Linked DNA regions of Anser cygnoides: regions 2, 3 and 4 are each linked to region 1. A link is a contact called in public Hi-C data. All regions are on one chromosome and are shown on one strand. The core of a region is the stretch at or near the end of the contact, and the rest is flanking DNA. Distances in the headings are between cores, read along the strand shown.

Region 1 (2,961 bases), core at 370-2,869:
CCTGGAGCAAAGGGGAAATGGAGAACGGGGCTGGTTGTGTGACTTTGCACATCCTTGAATTCTGCCGGGCGGAAGAGATCGAGTCGTGCTGTGGCTACAGCTCCAGAGAGAGAGGCAGAAACCAGAATTATTTCAGTTAAAGAAAAAAAGACTGGGGCTGTTTGGGCAAATTAAATAGCTAGAAGGGTTCCCTGTCAGTGTGTCCACGGAGCTGCCGAGGCCGGCACCTACCCGAGCTTTGTGTCTGGCCACCAGGGTGGTGGATGCCGGATCTCCGGGCCGTCCCCTCCGCAGGGGGGGAATAGTCGCCTCCTTCCTCTAGGGGAAAGAAAGGATTTTATTCTGTGAATAGGACCAAATCACTCTGGTTAGTTCTAGAGGATGGATTAAAAAAAAAAAAAAACACAAGAAAAAATGTGCTGGCAAATAAGGTGTTGTCAGAAGAGACGAACAAAAAGGGAGTTTCAGTAAAGCTGGAAATGTTTTTATGCTGTTTTCTCCCCTTTCACCGAACCTGTTCAGCTTTGATTTTTCACCCCTTAGGGGTGGATGTGAGCTGTTATTTTCTCCAAAGACTCGAGAACAAAAGTGGGGCCCAGCCGCGCTGCCCGAGCGCTGGGGGAGGCTACGGGGGACCCTCCAAAACGCTCCCTGGGGCCTCGTCAGCCCCACAAAGCACCCCAGAAAGCCTCCCTGGGACAGCCTGGTCCCCTGGCTCATGGGTGAGTGTGTTTGTATGTGTGTGTGTACATGGGGGTGTACATGGGGGGGTGTGTACAGGGGTGTGCGTGCAAGGCTGCGTGTGAGTGCGCGCGTGTGAGTGCGACTCGCTCCTCAGGTGCCTTTGCCTTTGTGTTTTTTTAAAAACCCTCGCAGTGTTCTGATGTACAAAATGAAAACTAGAAGAGAATGTAATATTATGCCATGTAAATTTCCTTTTTTTTTTTTTTTTTTTTATATTTTTTTTTATTTTGCCCAGCGCACCCGGGGGAGCGGGGCGGCCCTGCTGGGGCCGTGTCCCCGCTCCGCGTGCGGTGTCGCCGTGTGTATCCCAGAGAAACGTTTTCCTTCCGTTGGAAAAAGGCTCCGGTGTGATGTTGTGCGTCTGCCGAGCGTGTGGCCAGCCCCCTGTGTCGTTCCCTCCTCGGGGGCTGCTGAGCAGCGGGGCGGGGGGCTTGGGCCTGAAATAGGGACCACCACCACGCATGCACTCCCCGGTCACGTTGGCCTGGTGTTACACCACGGCAAAAGGTTGGGGGCGGGCTCTTTTATTTCTGCCTTCTTTCGTTTCATTCATTTATTCTTATTTTTATTTATTTGCATTTTATCTTTTCAGACACTCATAGAATTTGCTATTAATTTTAATTTTAATTTTAATTTTTAATTTTAATTTTTATTTTTATTCTAATTTTTATTCTAATTTTAACTTTTTTTTTTTTTTAACCTTTTATTTGTCTTATTTCCTTTTTTTCCGTTTATTTACCCCAATCCCTTCCCTCCCCCCTTCCTCCTCCCCACCCACCCACGGAGCCCAACCCGGGGGGGGGGGGCCCAGCGAGCGGTGGGCGTGGCCATGCAAATGAAGAGGGCGTGTCCCCGCGAAGCCCCGCCCCCCTCCCTCCCCGCCGCGGGGTCGTCAAGATGGCGGCGGCGGCCGGGGACGCCAAGATGGCGGCGGGGGGCAGCGGCGGGGCGCTGCGGCGGGTGCGGGCGGTGCTGGGGCACCTCTCGGGGCAGCCCCCGGCCGCCGTGTGGGCAGCGCCCTGCGGGAGCCGGGCCGGGGGAGCCGCCGGCCCCGACGACGTGGTGGTGGTGCACGGGAGGAGGACGGCCATCGGCCGAGCCAAGCGCGGGGGGTTCAAGGTACGGCTCTGCTTTTTTGGGGTGTGGGGGGGTTCCCCTCCCTGCTGCCCCTCGCGCCTCCGGACCCCAAAATCCTCGCTTCCCCCTCAGGGAGCTGTCCCCGCCCCAAAGTGTTGAGCCTCCCCCCCCACCAGCACCCCCTCAGGGGTTACCCTCGCTGCCCACCGCCCAGGGGGGGCTCCGCTCGCCAACCATCAGGAAAATAAAATCATTTTTTGGGGGTGCTGCGGTGCCACCGGGAGCCCCCTAGCCCCGCAGGCTGCTGTGGGGTGCCCAGCCCCGTCATGTCCTGCCCCACGCTGAGCCCACCTGTCCCGGTTCCCTGAGGAACCGCGGTGAGGAGCATCTCCCTCACCTTGCTGCGGACCTCTTGGTGTGGACCTCCTGGGCCAGCCTTCTCCTTGCCGAGCCATAGCAGTGGTGTCCCGGGGTCTGAGCAAGACCCAAGCATGGTGCCAGGCGACTGCTGTCGCTTTCTGTCTTCCTCAGTCTCTTCTCACATCACGTTCCCACAAACCCAGCCCCGGGACAGCCACGGCACCTGCAAGTGGAGGTGGTGGTGGTGGGACATGAGGTGTTCCCAAGCTGCCTGTGTTTTTTCTGGGCTTTCAAGGGGCTGTGTTGAATTTGGGGTCGATGACGGCACACACAGCTATAGTCTTAAGTCACTGATTTGTGCAAAACCCACTCCAGGCGTGTGCCACGCGCTGCTGGGCGCTGAAATCCCCGCAGTAACTCAGCTGGAGCTCTGCGGGTGGTGGGGTCCAGCTGCTGCCCTTTGGGGTCATCTCGGTTTTACACAGAGGGAACTCCGAGTCTCTGCATGCTCGTGCCATATATAACTCATCCTAGTTGCTTTACTTTCAAGGCCCTACGACACACATTCGTATAAATCCCAGCTAGGTGAGCAAGCTGCGCGTGTTACAGTGCTTGAAAAACACTCAAGGCAAAAACACACATAAGAGTAACGCCTTTGTAGGAAAACTCAGCTCGGTCTGGTGGTGGCTGTAGAGGTGAGGTAGCGCTGCGTAAGCCCGGGCACCGACCCTCTGCAGCAGCACGAAGGCGAGCTGGTGGCGGGGCAGTCGTCGGTGTTCG
Region 2 (2,962 bases), core at 387-2,886, 140 kb before region 1:
ACAAAATCCTGCGCTAAAAATTAACCTCTTTCCTACAAGCCCTCGGCCGGGAGCCTGCCCTGCCACCTCCTGCTTTATTTCCTGCCCCGGGAGAGTGACAGGAGAGGCACCGACCTCACGCTCACCTGTGGCACCGCCTCGGCCGGGTCACATCCCGGCCCTAAAGCGGCTTATCCCTCAAACAAACCCCCTGAAAAGAAATGGTCGGGGCAGGCAATAAATCGGTACAGCTGGGGGGGGCCTCGGGTGAGCACGCAGTTTGATGTGAAAGGAGAGGGGAAAAAAAAAAAGAAAAAATCATTTAATGGAGAGCAAGGGCTGGGGCCTCGAGTCGAGAGGACAATGAATGAAAATCCACGGCGGCAGCAAAAAAGGCCGGGATAAGAGGCCGGACGGCGGCACCGCAAAAATCCTGCGTTCCCCCGATGGGACCGAAGCTCCGAAGAGGCCAGGGGCTGCGTGGGGAGGAGGCGCCCCCCCAAAACGAACGGGGCTGCTCGGGGAGAGACGTGGGGTTTCCTTCCAAGGCACCCTCAGGCCCGATGCGGGCAGGAGACGGAGGGGTGAGGGAGCACCCCCTCTGCACCACCCCCTAAAGAAGGGGGGCACGGGATGGTCTCGGTGCCCCCAAAGGGGGGCGGTGAGCCCCCAGGGGCACCCCTGACCCCCAACCCACCCCATATCTCTGCAGCCCCGCTGTGATGCACGAGGAGGGGGGGGTGCAGACCCCCCCCCAAACCCCTCCTCCCTTTGCAACGAGGGGAAGACCCCCCTACAAGACACCTCCCTCCCAGCAGGGGGATACCCTCAAAAAGAAAAAGGGGTTCCCAGACACCCCTCTAACACACATCCCGCAGAAATAGGGGAGGCAATCCCCCCTCGTCCTCCCCAAAACGGGGGGGGGGGGGCAGATCCCCCTCACCCTCCCCAAAAATTGGGGGAAGGGGGTAACTCCTCCTCACGCACACCCCCAAAATTAGAGAAAGGGCGCAGCTCCCCCCCTCACACCACCCCAAAAAATAGGGGAAGGGGGCGGCTCCCCCCTCACCTCCCCCAAAAATTAAGGGAAGGGGGCGGCTCCCCCTTATAACCCCCTCAGAAATAGGGGGGGGGCAGCTCCCCCCTCTCTCACACACCCCCCCCAAAAACTGGGGGCAGCTCCCCTCACCCCAAAACAGGGAGGCATCTCCCCCTCACAACCCCCCCCCCCAAAACATGGGGGGGCACCTTCCCACCCCTCTGCGTGGCCCTGAGAGAAAAGCACGACGCCCCCCACGCCCCACAGCGACACGCGGGGACCCCACAGCCCCCCCCCCCCCAGCCACGGGGGGGGCTCCCACCCCCCAAATTTCGTGGGTGCCCCCCCCAAATCCCTCGCGTCCCCCCCCCCTCCCGTCCCCCCCCCCCAATCCTCACCGATGACCTCCTGCAGCTCGTAGTCATCCTTGTTGATGGACCAGGGCAGCGCGCTGGGCTCCTCCGCCATGGCTGCGGCCCCCGAGGGCTGAGGGGACCCCTGAGGTACCGGGGGACCCCCTGAGGAGCGGGCGCGGCCCCGAGCCCGGCCCCGCCGCCGCCTCCCGTTACCGCCGGCCAAACTTTGCCTGCTCCCTCCACCTGCCCATGCCCAGAGCGCGCTGACGTCACCCGCCGCCACGTTCGCCCGCCGGAGCGGGGCGGCGCCGGCGCCATCTTGAGCGTGGCGCTTCCCCCCCCCCTTCCCCCTCCTTTCGGTTAATCCGGACTAAAAAAAAGGGAGCCGCCGCGGTTCGCTTCGCCGGTGTTATTTTCGGAGGTGGACGTCGCGCGGAAAGGCCTGGGGGAGAAAGGGGTAGTAAGGGGTGGTAAAGGCATGGAAAGGAAGGGTGGGGATGCCACACACAAGATGGCGGCCGCTCGCATCCTCCCCCCTCCCTCGGAGAATAAGCGGGAGGATCGCCGTGCTTAAACCGGACTTCAAGCAGCGATTGGCTGCTGGCCGCCGAACCCGCGGTTTCTATTGGCGGAGAGGGTTGTCAATCGTGTCTCGTCCTTCTGCAGGGTCCTTACGCCCGTAGGGCCTTCGGGTGCCTGAGGGCTGCCCTGAGGGGAGGCAGCCCTGGGCAGGCCTCAGGGTGGGCTCTGCGGTGGGTGCCGTGGATATCCCCTGTGTTTGGGTGTCAGAAACCCTCCTGGTAGGGGGGGCACACATTGCTTATCCACCTTCACACAATCCTAGAATCATTAAGGCAGGAAAAGCCCTCCAAGCTCGTCTGCTCCAACCATCCCCCTACCACCAGTGTCACCACTAAACCATGTCCCCAAGCACCGCGTCCAACCTCTCCTTGAACACCCCCAGGGACGGTGACGCCACCACCTCCCTGGGCAACCCGTCCCAATGCCTGACTGCTCTTTCTGAGAAGAAATGTCTCCTCATTTCCAACCTGAACCTCCCCTGGCGCAACTTGAGGCCATTCCCTCTAGTCCTGTCACTAGTTACCTGTGAGAAGAGGCCAACCCCCAGCTCCCCACACCTTCCTTTCAAGCAGTTGCAGAAAGCAATGAGGTCTCCCCTGAGCCTCCTCCAGACCAAACACCCCCAGCTCCCTCAGCCGCTCCTCACAGGACTTGTGTTCCAGGCCCTTCACCAGCTTCAAAGCCCTTCTCTGGACACACTCCAGGGCCTCGATGTCCTTCTGGTCTTGAGGGGCCCAAAACCAAACACAGGATACCAAATAAATGCCAATTTTTGGTGACCTGTGTGTGTTGTGTGTGAAAAGCGATGGCACTGCCCTGCCTGGGCTTGGTCTGGGAGCAGAGGGACATGTCAGCCCTGAGGCCCAGCTGGCTGCATGCAGCAGGCCCCACGGCATCGCCCACCTCCATTTCATCCCCACCCTGGCTTTGGGATCCACATTCCTCAATTAAAAATAGGCCCGGGGGTATGAAGGGGTCAGGAGGTCTGGTTTTCCCCTCCCCGCCT
Region 3 (3,051 bases), core at 291-2,790, 250 kb after region 1:
CAAAATGGGTCTGGGGAGATGTCGCACGCACAGCACCAGCCCTGCACCGCTGCGGGTACCCCACGCTCAGCACCACCGAAAGGAGAAAACGTCGTAAGTCTCCAGGGACAAGCAAGGCCTCGGAGTGGAAGTATCACTTCTCAAGTGCTAGGAGTCTAAAAGGGAGCTATGCGAGCGCTCCTGTACCAAAGCAAACGATATTTTTTTGGTAGAACGCCCCTCTCAAGTCCCTAACGGCGCAATTTGAAAAATACTAATAAATCTGTCTCCATCCTCCTGCAGTTACCGTGCACGAGGTGAGAGGACCGTGACTTTATGCGAGCCTTTCGTCGCAAGTAACCGGGAGCAACTTCTCCAGCCACCCCTCACCACTTCTGTGATAAACCACACAGAAATGGAAGCGCTCTGGGTATCAAGAGCCCAGATTTTAGGGGGAAACCTATCATTCCTAGCAGGCCACTTGGAGGTCTACGACCATGCCTCCCAGACAACACCGCCACACGCTTTGCTTGCGCACACGAGCAATTTCTGCCCTTTCCCCCCCACTTATCAACACTGCCTGCAACAAAGCACAAGCCTGACGCCCAGAACACTTCCCAAACCCAGCACCCCATCCCCAACGACCCCAACCACGCCACTTCCACGGCACCTTCATCCCGCCAGCACCGCGGGGCGCGATCCGCCAGGACGCGGCTGCTCAGTCCGAGACCCCTCCGAGCTTCCAAAAGGAAATGAGGTTAAGGGCGCCCGTCGACGTCTAGACTTTGGAGGAGAAGCAGCTCCCTCGGCCAAGCTGGATTCATCTTATTTTGGAGCGAAAGGCAGCCCGAGCGCGACGCTTTACGCAAGCAACAACTGTTTATCTGCCCAGCAGCTCCGACCGCCAGCTCTCAGCAGCAGCCCACATTTCTCTCGGCGGCGCGCAAGTAGCTTTAGGAAAAAAAACCCTACAGATTCTCGAACGTGAGACGGCGAGAAATAAAGGAAAGGAGGATAGAAATCCCCCTTTTTTTTTTGGTGTTGTTTTTTTATTTTTCTTCCCCGTTCTTTTGAGGAAAAAGAAGCGCTGAGGTTTCAAAGCCTTCCAGCAAGCCCAGCGCAGGTATCCTTCCTTCCTTCCCGAGCGGGGTGCGCGCTGCACTGACAGCCAGCCGAAGTTGCATCGCCGACCCTCGCGAAAGGAGAGCGCTTAATGAAATCAACCCACTAATTAGCCCCCCTGTTCCCCCCCCCCCCCCCCAATTCCCGAGCCCCTGGCAGAGCCCTGTGCTGGCATACCTCGCCCTGAGCTCCGGGCAGGGGGGGGGGGAAGGGGTCGGTGGGGGATCCCAGGGGTCGCCCGGCGCAGATTTCGGTGGCTCACCTTTATCCTGAGCGCAGGACAGGATCTCCTCCTCTTTGGGGTTAGTCACCTGGGTGATAATGGACGGGTTGTCCATGGAAACAGAGGGAGATTTCACCCGGCTATTTCCCTCCCGGAGGCAGAAGCTGGCGTTGCGAGGTGGGGGGGGAGTGCGGGGGGGGGGGGGGGGTTGTTTGTTTGTTTAAAAATCAATATGCAGATTTCAAAAAAAAAAAAAAAAGAAAGAAAAAAAACCACTCCAGGAACGAAGCCAGGCGGGGGGAGGGGGGGGGGGGGGGGGGGGGGCACCGCGTATGGGGCCCCTCCGGCCCTACTGCTGCTGCCTCCTCCTCCTCCTCCTCTTCCTCCCTCCTCCTCCTCCTCCAGGCGCCAATTCCCCACGGAGGAGGAAGGCCGGGGGGGGGCGTGAGACCAACCCCCCCCCCCAAAAAACGAAACACCCCAAACCCTGCCTCCCGCCGAGCGCTGCCGCCGCGCAGCCACACGCAGCCGCCTTCCTCCTCCTCCTCCTCCTCCTCTTCCTCCTCCTCGTCGGGAAGTGCCCCGGCCCCTCGGCGAACTCCCCCCCCCCCCCCCGCCGGCCCTTCCTCACACCGCCCCCCGCATCCACCTGAGCTTCCCCCCCCTCCCCGGCTCCCGGGCCGCCTACATGCCCCCGCCCCGCTTATCTCATCCCGCCTTCCTCCTCCTCCTCCTCCTCCTCCTCCTCCCTCCCCGCGGGCTCTCTCTCCCTGCTCCCCCCCCCCTCCTCCTCCTCCTTCTTCTTCCTCTTCCTCCTCCCGCCGGGCGAGGAGCCGCGGCCGCCGCTTCGCCGAGCGAGGATGAGGAGGGCAGCGCCGAGGGGAGGAAGGCAGGGCAGGGGAAGGGAAGGGAAGGGAAAGGAAGGGAAGGGAACGGCCCCGCCCCGCCCCGCCCCCGCGCCGCGGGGCGCTCCAAGATGGAGGCGGGCGGCGGGCAGCGCCCGGGCCCCGCTGCGCGGTAAACAAGGGGGCGGGGCTACGGGGAGGGGGCGGGGCTTGCCCGAGAGGGGGCGGGGCTTCGCGCCCAAATGGCTTCGCGGGAGGGGGCGTGGCTAAAGGGCGGGGGCGTGGCCGCGGGGCGGAGGCCGGCGGGCGGAGGCCCTGAGGGGGGCCCCGAGGCTGGGAGGCGCCGGGGAGGCGCTGGGGCCGGGGCCGGCCGCCGTCGGGGCCCCGCCGCCATTTCCTCCCTCAGCGCGGCTGGGCGGGCGGGGGTCGCCTCGGAGGGCGGTGTGAGGCGTGCCCGCAGGTGGCCGTGGAGCGATCCTCAGCCGCACGGCTGTTTTCGTATCGGGGGCGCCCCTGGCAGCTTCTCGCAGTGAAAATACGTATTTTTTTAGTGTCTTGAAAGCCTGCCTGTCTAGGAATTCCCGCTTCAGTGCAGCAGGGTGAGGGATGCCACGCACAAACCCTGCTTCCCCTGTCCTCCCGAGTGCCTGCTGCTAGGGGCTGAGGCACGGTGCTGGGCAGGGGAAGCCATCCACAGAACTGGCTCTTGCGTGGGGCCGTCAGAGTAAATAAAAATAAAGAAAACCTTTAGAAAACAGTATTGGTGGTAATAAGTAAGGAATTGCAGCCATGTTGCTTTCCCAGAAAAATTAAAACACGTATTTCCAATGTATATACAAGTCTATTGCAGCCTCGCAATAAAAAGGACAGATATTTTAAATT
Region 4 (3,082 bases), core at 250-2,749, 230 kb before region 1:
AACACAGCTGCTTTTGTTCCTGCCAGGTCCCAGCTGGGCAGCTGCTTTCTCAGGACGGGCAGCACGGCTGGCCCTGGGTGGGGACAGGAGGTGGGTGCCCGGGCTCTCGCCTTAGCCCCTGGAAGCAGAGATCCCTCTCCCAAGGATGCGGGTCTCTATCGTGTGCATGAGCTGCACAAGTTGGAGGTGGGACAGACCCCTGGGCACTCAGCGATGCCCCAAGCACCGGGACCTGCAGGAGTGCGTCAAGGCCAGGCAGCCCAAGGGAGCCTCCTGGCTGGGAAGTGTTGGGTGAAGTGGGGCCTCGGAGAGGGGTCCCAGCACCTGGCTGCCCTGGCTGCAAAGGCTGGGCAGGGTGGGACAGGCTGGAGGCAGGACACAGGGCTCCAGGGGAGCCAAGGAACCTTTGGAAATGCCACAGGCTGGGCTCTCTCATCTGGTTTTAGCCCACAGGAAGGTGCCCAAGAGACAGATGGAGCTGGGAGGGAGGAAAGACTGAGAGAGGAAAGAGGGAGGAATGTGGGGAGAGAGAAGAAGAAAGGTGCAGAGAGGAAGATGTTGGAGATGCCAGGAGGCAGGGCCTTTGCTCATCTGCATGGCCCATAAGGACCACATCTTGTCTAAGCCCTGAAGGGCTCTGGAGGTCCCAGAAAACTCAAGGACAAATTAAAGCTCTTGGAAAGTAAATGTCTTTCAGAGGGAAGGTGCTGTGAGGAGAACCAGGCAGCAGAATAGGGGAAACTGTGGCAGGGAGACCAAAAAGGTCCCCCCAGGCCAGGTACAGTGAGTTACTTGGGTGCTGGCAAGGGGCTGTCCGGTGGGCAGAGCATGTGCTGGACTCAGCCCCACACCGCCTCTGCCTTGGCCTTCCACAAAGTGCAGGACAGGAGGCTCCCGTCCATCCCTTCCCCTCCACGTCCCCACGGCGTCAAAAGGCATTTACAGACCTCGGTGAGCAGGGACGGCTGCTGTGCTGAGGGGTACACCCAGCCACTGCTGCACTTCTCCGTGGCGTTCAGGCCGTACGCCACGATGGAGCCGAGGTCCCAGTCCACGGGCGAGTACATGGAGCACTGCTCGTACGCCCCGTCCGCGTCGCGGGGCACGGTGAGGTTCAGCTGCTCCTCCTCGGTCAGGTTGGGGCCGACGGCACGGATCCAGCTGGTGTTGCAGTAATGAGGCAGGTTTGGAACCATAAAAAGCTGGCAAAACTGGTGGAAGGCCAGGCTGAGGCATGGGAGCACGGAGAAGAGCACCAGCCGTTTCTGAAATGTCCCAAAATCACCAACTGCCTTCAGAATTTCCCCGATGCCCGACATTGTCAGCTGAGTCGGGAAGAGGACAGTGCTGGGACAGACTTTCCTGCGGGCTGGAATTAATGTTTAATCCCAAGATAAGCTCTGCAGACGTAGGCAGGCACTACAAATATGCAGTCTCTTCAGGAGAGACTTAACGCCTGATGTTTTACATGTCCTAAGTACACTGTGTAACACATTAATCATTTCTGGGCCACCCACATACGGTGTCTGGTACTGGATAAAGCGTGCAGAACCAACCCCTGCTTCAGGAGATCTGGATCGTGCCTCTGCCAGGGCCATGTGGCAATGACACGGGGGAAGACCGAATTGTCCGAATCAATTGCAGGCGCTTGCTCTACTCGAGTGAGCAAGGTTCACGGAGGCCAAGACAGCCCAGCGTGATGCGGAGCTGGGAAAAGTCCAAGAAATGGAGTGATGCTAACGGCTGGGCAGAGCCAGAGAGGAGGAAGGGCGGCCAGCTGGCTGCCATCCCAGCCGACGGGAGACTCCGTTTCCTTCATCTTCCGCGGCTTCCCCGTACCATCTCCCCTCTCTGTCTTCTGCCTCTGTGGTAAAAGGAGTTCCGGGCCCTAAGCGGCCTCATCCACTCTTCTCCACCACAGCTGAAACGGGAAAGCCCAGGAAGGTCGGTCAGACACCAGTCATGGGCTGCCTGGACCCGGACTGGCACAAAACACGACCAGAAGGAAGAGATGATGCCACTTTTAGGACAAAGGGAAAGCAACTGTGCTCAGGCAGAAACCCCGAGAAAAGCCTGACCTCGCCTCATCACAGAACGAGAGAGAAATCTGTAGGATCAACAGGAGGGACGGGAGAGAATGAACTCGTGGTGTGACCAGGTTTGGAACCATAAAAAGCTGGCAAAACTGGTGGAAAGACACTGAGGCATGGAAGCACGGAGAACGGCACCAGCCATTTCTGAAATGTCTCAAAAAAAACACAACTGCTTTCAAAATTTCCCCGATGCCTGGCATAGGCAGCAGCATCTGCAAAGACAGATTCCCAGGGCTGGAACCGAGACTTAAACCCAAGATAAGCCCGGCAGCTGTAGGCAGCCACAAGGAGTAGGTAAACTTGAAGAAAGTGCAGCGCTCCGGGTTGGAAGTTGTACCCACGCTGCGTTCCCATTGAGTGAGTCGGAAATTTCAGGAGGTGCACACCCTCCAGGGCAGGTTGCTTTCCAGGTGCAAATTCATCGGCTGCGAGGAGATTGCGAGAAGGCGATGGGGAGGTGGTAAGGAGAGCAGGGAAGCCCAAAGGAACGGGCAGCACGGCCAACTGGCGTGGACCAGTGACCCACAGGAGGGCGGTGAGGCCCTGGTGTAGGGCAGCTTCAAAAAGCTTTAGGAGCATCCATAAATGGATTTCTTACAGAGGCAGGGAGGGGAGAGCACTGGGGTATCATTCTCTGGGGATTCTTGAGTGAGGTTAGGCTCGAAAGACTGCTAAGAAGTTGACTCGGATGAAGGGCTTGAGATTCAGTGACCAAGATCATCCCTTCCCATCGCACATCTTAAACTTGGAAGTTGTGTTCACCCAAGGTAAAGTTCTCTGGATCGGTCATTAAGGAGGAACGCCTTAAGATAAATAGATGCAGAAAATGGCAAACTAAGCCGGAGAGCCCTAGCAAGAAAAGTTAACAGAAGACCGGAAACTTAGAGACCTTTCCCTTCTGACACGTCCTTCCCTCGCAGCCCAAAGCATGACCGCTGGCATGGGAGTGTGTTGCAGCAGGGGATACCGGTGCCTAGAGAGGAACAGCC

The links. A called contact is a pair of places that touch in the nucleus more often than the background predicts.
Region 2: a contact with region 1 is called in a Hi-C map of liver, with 2.4 times the contacts expected there. The contact joins the promoter of OXSR1 here to the promoter of ACAA1 in region 1. A contact is called at or near these places in 2 of 7 Hi-C or Micro-C datasets (both in liver).
Region 3: a Hi-C map of liver shows a contact between it and region 1, with 2.6 times the contacts expected there. The contact joins the promoter of CTDSPL here to the promoter of ACAA1 in region 1. A contact is called at or near these places in 2 of 7 Hi-C or Micro-C datasets (both in liver).
Region 4: a contact with region 1 is called in a Hi-C map of liver, with 5 times the contacts expected there. The contact joins the promoter of LOC106036790 here to the promoter of ACAA1 in region 1. A contact is called at or near these places in 2 of 7 Hi-C or Micro-C datasets (both in liver).

Annotation. Positions count from the first base shown.
Region 1 is chr2:5,517,493-5,520,453 of Taihu_goose_T2T_genome, reverse strand. ACAA1 (acetyl-CoA acyltransferase 1) reads left to right here and starts at 1,619. Exons shown (of 12, transcript XM_066991431.1): 1 at 1,619-1,863. The coding sequence starts at 1,642.
Region 2 is chr2:5,653,146-5,656,107 of Taihu_goose_T2T_genome, reverse strand. It overlaps OXSR1 (oxidative stress responsive kinase 1), which reads right to left and starts at 1,636. Exons shown (of 18, transcript XM_048062313.2): 1 at 1,417-1,636. The coding sequence starts at 1,486.
Region 3 is chr2:5,265,168-5,268,218 of Taihu_goose_T2T_genome, reverse strand. It overlaps CTDSPL (CTD small phosphatase like), which reads right to left and starts at 1,540. Exons shown (of 7, transcript XM_048062258.2): 1 at 1,364-1,540. The coding sequence starts at 1,439. It overlaps LOC106036870 (a long non-coding RNA gene), which reads left to right and starts at 2,032. Exons shown (of 4, transcript XR_007162747.2): 1 at 2,032-3,051.
Region 4 is chr2:5,742,920-5,746,001 of Taihu_goose_T2T_genome, reverse strand. It overlaps LOC106036790 (solute carrier family 22 member 13-like), which reads right to left and starts at 1,499. Exons shown (of 10, transcript XM_066991413.1): 1 at 948-1,499. The coding sequence starts at 1,319.